Regions from separate parts of the Mustela erminea genome. Here region 2 is linked to region 1. The links are chromatin contacts, called in public Hi-C maps. All regions are on one chromosome and are shown on one strand. Each heading gives the region's core, a stretch centred on a gene start, on an enhancer-like site or on the middle of the called end of the contact. The rest is flanking DNA. Distances are from core to core; before and after follow the strand shown. Region 1 holds the start of YPEL1 (protein yippee-like 1). Region 2 holds the start of MAPK1 (mitogen-activated protein kinase 1).

Region 1 (3,160 bases), core at 641-3,140:
TTAAAAAGCAAAGGCTACGGGGGCTCCTGGATGGCTCAGTCAGTGCAGACTGTGGCTCTTGATCTCAGGGTTGTGAGCTGGAGCCCCACACTGAGTGTAGAGATTACTTAAAGATGAAATCTTTAAAAAAAAAAAAAAGAAAGAAAGAAAGAAAAGAAAAAGCAAAGGCTATTGCTCAGATTGGTAATTAAGATTATTCAGCTATTTTGGGACGCCTGGGTGGCTCAGTTGGTTAAGCAGCTGCCTTCGGCTCAGGTCATGATCCCAGTGTCCTGGGATCGAGTCCCACATCGGGCTCCTTGCTCGGCGGGGAGCCTGCTTCTCCCTCTGCCTCTGCCTGCCTCTATGTCTGCCTGTGCTCGCTCGCTCTCTCTCCCTCTGTCTCTGGCAAATAAATAAATAAAATCTTTAAAAAAAAAAAAAAAAAAAAAAGATTATTCAGCTATTTTTTTTCTTAAGTGCCCAAAAGAAGCCAGACTCCGCACTACAGGTCTGTGGTGGGGCAGGATTTCGCTCTGGTCCTACCGCTGAGAGGTTCCTGCAAGGAGACACTCTAACCCTGTGAGATGCAAGGGAAGGAAGCAGAAGGGTCCAGGAGAGCTTCAGTATTAGCATTCCTCAAGTGTACCACGACTGTCACCCAAGAACCCGGGGCCAGGGGTAAGAGGGAATCAGCGCACAATTACAAAACTCAACCACCCCAGCATCCAGCACAGCTCCTGGCACCGAGCAGGGACTCTTCTACTAGAACAGAGCAGAGGCTGGAGCGTGCACAGGTGTGGGAGAGAGCCAGGCTTGCTCAGGTGAGGCACCTGGAAGAGTTCCCTAGAGGAGGTAAGCCTCCTCTTGAGGCTTGCTTAGTTTAGGAGGGAGGTGGGTGGAAAGAATAACATTCTTGGCAAAGGAAACAACAGGTTAAAGTGTGTGTTCTGGCCAGAAAGAGGAAGAAGAAATGCAACTGAACAAAAAAGCTTGGGGGTGGGGAAACTGAGGTCTTCCAAAGCCATTATCTTTGCAAAATGAAATTATAGCCTTTTTTTTTTCCCCATCCTGGAACTCAGCACATTATCTGGACATCAAAGATGTCAACCAGAGGCAGGCCTGGGGGAGGGGGACCCTACTGAGCAGGTTTCTCAAGCTATGGCTCCTGCAAGCTGTGCTTTAAAAAAAAAAAAAAAAAAAAAAAATCCTAGTGCTACAAGCAGGGAACTGATACAGAGAACAATTCATTTTAGTCACGATCTTTATGTGGGTAACTCGAAAACATCCCCCTCTTCTAATAAACATTCCTATGAACCCTCTTTTGTCCTCATTTCACTCCGGGTCGCAACATTTTTTGTTGTTGCTGTTAAAGAGGGAAAAGCCCATTACCAGCAGGCATCCAGTTCATTCTCTCTGTAAATTTTTTTCGTGGCTGAAGTGGGAAGGAGGCAGGGAAGGGAAGGAAGAAAGGAGGGCAAAATCAAAGCTCAGGCTTTGTGGTCAGCTCCAACACGGAGTGAGCCAAATAACAAAAAAATCCAATCAGAACAAAAACATCCACAGGTGCGGCCCGCTCGCGCCCCGCCCGCCGGCCCGGACGCCCAACAGGTGCCTCCGAGCCCCGCCCGCTGTCGCAGGAGCCTCGGGTCGCCACAAAGTAGCCGCCCGCGCAACAGTGTCCAGGCCCGCCCGTACTCACGGCCGCTCGGCGGTCCGCGCCCCGGCCCGCAGCGCCCATCCGGCCCGGGCCCCGGTCAGCGCGGGCTCGGCTCTCAGGCGGCGCCGGCGCGGCCCGGGACGCGCTGCGGCCGTTGGCGCCTCCGCAGGGCGCGAGGCATCCTCCCGCCGCCGCCCCGCGGGCCGCCTGCCCTTTGTTTTGGAGCCGCGGCCCCGCCGCGCCGCCGTTAACGGCCTCGGAACGCGGCGTCGGCCAATCAGCGCGCCCCCCCCGCCCGCGCTCCGCCCCGTGCCCCGCCCCTCCCGCGCGTTCCCTCCCCGCGCGCTCCGCGCCCCGGAGCTGGACCCGCTCGCACTCGACCGGGCTGGGCGGGGGCGCACGTGCCGCGGGGCGCGCCGCGCTCCCATTGGCCGGCCTGCCGAGCGCGGCCTCGGAGCCAGCCTATGAGGGTTGAAGGGCCTGGGGGCGGGGCCCTGCGCGGAGGGGCGGGCCCTGGGGCGGGCTCAAAGAGGATCGCAGTGCGCAAGCGCGGTCTGTTCTGAACTTGGGTGTTCAGCCCACGGTCTTCGCCAGCAGGCTTCTCCCGCGGTGGGGAGCCCGCGGGCCACTCGATCTCTCCGCACGCCTGGGTCGGCTCATGGGCGTCAGGGCCGCAGCTTCCGGGGCCGAAGCGGGGCTCATGGGTCGGCCGTGCGCAGGACTTGGGCTTCCCTGGCCCGACCACTCGCAGACTCGGTTCCCAGAATACGGGGTCCTCCGCGCTCGCCCACTCCATCCTCCCCGAACGCTCCAAGTCACTCTGCCTGAGAACCTCTGCATCTGGCTCTCTGCTCCAGATCGGATTCGACAGGAAGCTCCATCCTCCACGTGGCCCTCCTGGCCCCCCCAGGCAGCCCATCCCATCTTCATGTCCACACCCCATCCCTCTATGACTCTCAAGTCATTTTTTTTTTTGGCCCTACAGCTTATAGGTTGTTTCTTAAGTTACATAATTTTTTAAAAACCACAGTGTTGAGGTCACAATGTATATAACATTTTTATAAATGTTAGCCTTCTTTAGATCTTGTTTCTTTTTTGCAATGCAGTGTATCTGTAAAGATCTCTCAGCGTCTTTGGATGTGCATCTGATTTATTACCGTACTTAGAAGGTCTCTGGATACTATCCATTTGTCAGAACTCAGCCATTCTCCTGGCAATGTCTCCAGCTCCCCCTCTTTTACAAACCTGGCTGCAAAGTGGGAACTCATGATTGTTTTTAAGATGCAGTTTTCAGAGGAGTGTTAGCAACTCTTCATTAACTGTTAAGTCTTTCATAGCTTCTATTTCCAACTTTCAGATCTTCAGTTTGCAACTGAGTGTAGGGGGGCTCCTTTCTCTTGTAAAATTTAGAGATTCCTTAGATTTTCTTAAATATTATGCTTTTGTTGTTTTTGCTACAGCAAGTATCTTAGCCAGTCCTCTATTGAAAAAAATCCCAATTTTTATGTGAGTCAACGTTTA
Region 2 (3,340 bases), core at 171-2,670, 130 kb after region 1:
GTTCAATAAATATTAGTTTGCCTCCTTCACTAAACGCAAGACACACTCACAAGAAAAACAGGTGTAAGGGACTTTACACTGCATTAAGTCCTCATCAGCACAAAACAATATAGTTAATTCTAATTAACAGAACCACGAACGTTTCTGAGGCATATGGATCAAGATAAGGGAGAGTGCCTGTAATTCTGCAAGAACTCTATTAAGGCTGCATAATTACTGACCACTAAAACATTAACAGGGGAAGTCCACAACTATTGGGCTAAAACGTCTGAATACATTTACGCTAGTAAGAGAGCTCACTCCGGCTAAAGAAAAAAAGAGTGAAATTAGGCCCAACTCCAATCGACTCTAATAAATCAAGAGAGCCGTGCGGGCTTATCCTTTCTGAAACGCAAATGAAATGGGTATTAAAATCCATTTTAAAACTTCAAGATTAAAACAGTTCACAACCAACAGTGATGCTACTAACGCTTTTTATAGAAAGCCTGCGCAGGAAAACACCGTTAGCACTACTAAAGATATTTAATGAAAGCCGTTCGCGGAATACAGGCGAGGGGAGGAAGGTAATTATTTTCTGCGTTCTGCACACATGCCGAGGCGAAGCGCTTTTAAGACCGTGGCCAACACCACCACCGACAAGCTTCTGAAGGAATTCCCGGCTGTACAATCGGATGTCAAGAAGAAAGCCACGATGCTAGCAAACCGGAGATGCGGGGACGGGAAACCCTAACGTTCTCTTCCCGGAGATCCTGGCTGTAAAATCTGCGCTACGCCTGTATCTGGGGGTACGCGGGTACTGGCCTCCGCCCCCTATGCCCCTCCCTGCGGCAAGCGAAGGCCGGTCGGCGAAACGCCCGCGAGCAACACCCCAACCTCGACCGGCCCCCGGACTCCGCCCGAGGCCCCCGGCGCACCCACCGCAGTGAAACCAAGGGTTGGGGTCGAGGCGGCCCCGGAGGCCGGGGCGCGGACGAGGCCGCGGCTGCGTCCGCTGTGTCCCGGGGCGGTCGGGTGGGCGGGCGTGGCCCGGCCTGCGAGAGGGCGCGGACACTCACCACACCATGCCGTAGGCGCCCTCGCCGATGTACGAGAGGTTGGTGTAGCGCGGCCCCACATCGAACACCTGCCCGCGGACCATCTCCGGGCCCGCGCCCGCCGCCGCCGCCGCCGCCATGTTGGCTGCCGGGCCGCCGCCGCCGCCTCCGCCGCGAAGGGCTCGACGCTCTGCAGCCGCCGCTCGGCCCACGCCGCGCCTCCCGGAGGGACCGCGCCGCTGCGAGTGCAGCTGCCGATGCCGACCGGGAAGGAGCAAGGGCGGAACCGCTTAGAAAAGCAGGAGAGGACACCACCACTCGGACCGACTGCCTGCCTGACTGACTGACGGACGGGCCAGCGGGCGGAGGGAGGGGCGCGCGCCGTGGAGGGCGCCGGGGAGGAGCCAATAAGCGTGCAGGCGGATTGGCTCCCCACCGTCTGGGGGCGGGGCTGCACGGGCCGGCGGAAGCGGCGAGGTCGGGGCGGAGCACTGCGGCGGCGGTAGAGTCACCGCCCTGCTTGGTCACGTGCCTTCGTGGGGGAGTTGGCGAGGGAGGAGGCTCTCTAGACGCAGAAGAACACCTAGGGGGGCGCCTGGATGGCTCAGTGGGTTAAGCCTCTGCTTTCGGCTGGGGTCATGATTCCGGGGTCTTGAGATCGAGCCCCACATCGGGCTCTCTGCTTGGCGGGAGTCTACTTCTCCTTCTCTCTCTGCCTGCTGCTCTACTTGTGATCTCTCTCTGTCTCTCTCTCTCTCTCTCAAATAAATAAATAAAATCTTAAAAAAAAAAAAAAAGACCCCCGAGGCATCGGCACCAGCGAGAGGTGTACCACTGAGCCTGAGAGGCTGTCGGGGCAGGGAAAACCCGGGAGCCCGGTACTGACGTGGGATAGCGCGTGGGGGACGACGCCGGGGAGCCACAGGCCGGCCGCAGGCGTGGGGCGGGCCTCCGCGACTCGGTGGCCCCCACACAAACTTAGAGGCCTGAAGACAAGGACAGAAACAGAAAGACATGACCGAGACCGCGAACGATATTTGCATACTGAGAAAGTGTAAAACACAAAAGTTTTGAAACTAAAGCTAGAAACTCAGGATCCACTAATCAGACACGTTTGTTCAATCAGTGTTTGCTGAGCATCTAAGTTGTTCCTGGGCATCCACATTCTAGAGTGAGGAGATAGGTAGTAAGAAAGAAAGGAGGGAAGAGGGGTTTAAAAATATATATATATATATGCTCAAGTTGTGATAAGTATTGTGAAAAACATAAAGCAGAGTAAGGGGTAAGACGGTAGTGGAGAAAGGGAGATTCAGAGCCTGAGACCCAGATTGGTACAGATGGGTAGAATCTTAGGACATGCCAAAACAAGAATGCAAAGGTGTAAACACCAAAACTAAAATATTAAGATCTAGAGAAAATGAGACAAACACACTGGGGCCCTGAAGTACACACAAACACCAGAGGTTGAAAAATAAAGATCAATCCTAAAGCCCGTGAATACCAAGAATGGCTAAGACAATGAGACAGAAATGAAACAACCACTGCTTCGGAACATTTCCCAGGCCATCTTTGGAGGGGAACTAAGGATGTAAGATCCTGCATCTCAGTTGTCCAACACTGTGATCTTGAAAGCCCTCAACTCTGGACTTCTAGAGGTCAGCAAAATTCAGTTAGTCAATCTCAAAGTTGAATAGGCAAATTATTTAAAAACCTGGTATGAAAAAGGTACGTGGCATGTAAGATGAGAAATAAAGTGCTAAAGCCAAAAATTACTCCTTTGAAGTATATTTAGTCCACTAAGCACAACCCAGTTTTAGATACATCTTATTTTTATTCTTGATTATAAGAGTACATTGCATCTTTGGATTGCATCTTGATACATTGCATCTTGATTATAAGAGTACATTGCATCTGAGCCTGGGTGGCTCAGTGGGTTAAAGCCTCTACCTTTGGCTCAGGTCATGATCCCAGAGTCCTAGGATACAGCCCCACACGGGGCTCTCTGCTCAGCAGGGAGCCTGCTTCCCCCCTCTCTCTGCCTGCCTCTCTGCCTACTTGTGATCTCTCTCTGTCAAATAAACAAAATCTTAAAAAAAAAAAAAAAGAGTACATTGCATCTTTTAAAGAACAGACCAAGATAAATGGAGAGTATTATGAAGTTTAAACCACAGTAACCATAGTAAAATCCAATAGTTAATGCAGTAAAAAGCAGATTTGACAACACAGAAGAGCAAATCAGCAATATAGAAGACAAGCATAAGAAATACTCAAAGTGCTGGAATTCTTTGAGAAAAAAATAAGTAGGA

The links. A called contact is a pair of places that touch in the nucleus more often than the background predicts.
Region 2: a Hi-C map of spleen shows a contact between it and region 1, with 5 times the contacts expected there. The contact joins the promoter of MAPK1 here to the promoter of YPEL1 in region 1. A contact is called at or near these places in 2 of 3 Hi-C or Micro-C datasets (skeletal muscle and spleen).

The regions. Positions count from the first base shown.
Region 1 is chr13:63,958,870-63,962,029 of mMusErm1.Pri, forward strand. YPEL1 (protein yippee-like 1) reads right to left here and starts at 1,891. Exons shown (of 5, transcript XM_032310397.1): 1 at 1,682-1,891. It overlaps LOC116571902 (a long non-coding RNA gene), which reads left to right. Exons shown (of 3, transcript XR_004278040.1): 3 at 905-915.
Region 2 is chr13:64,088,728-64,092,067 of mMusErm1.Pri, forward strand. It overlaps MAPK1 (mitogen-activated protein kinase 1), which reads right to left and starts at 1,421. Exons shown (of 9, transcript XM_032310395.1): 1 at 1,056-1,421. The coding sequence starts at 1,174.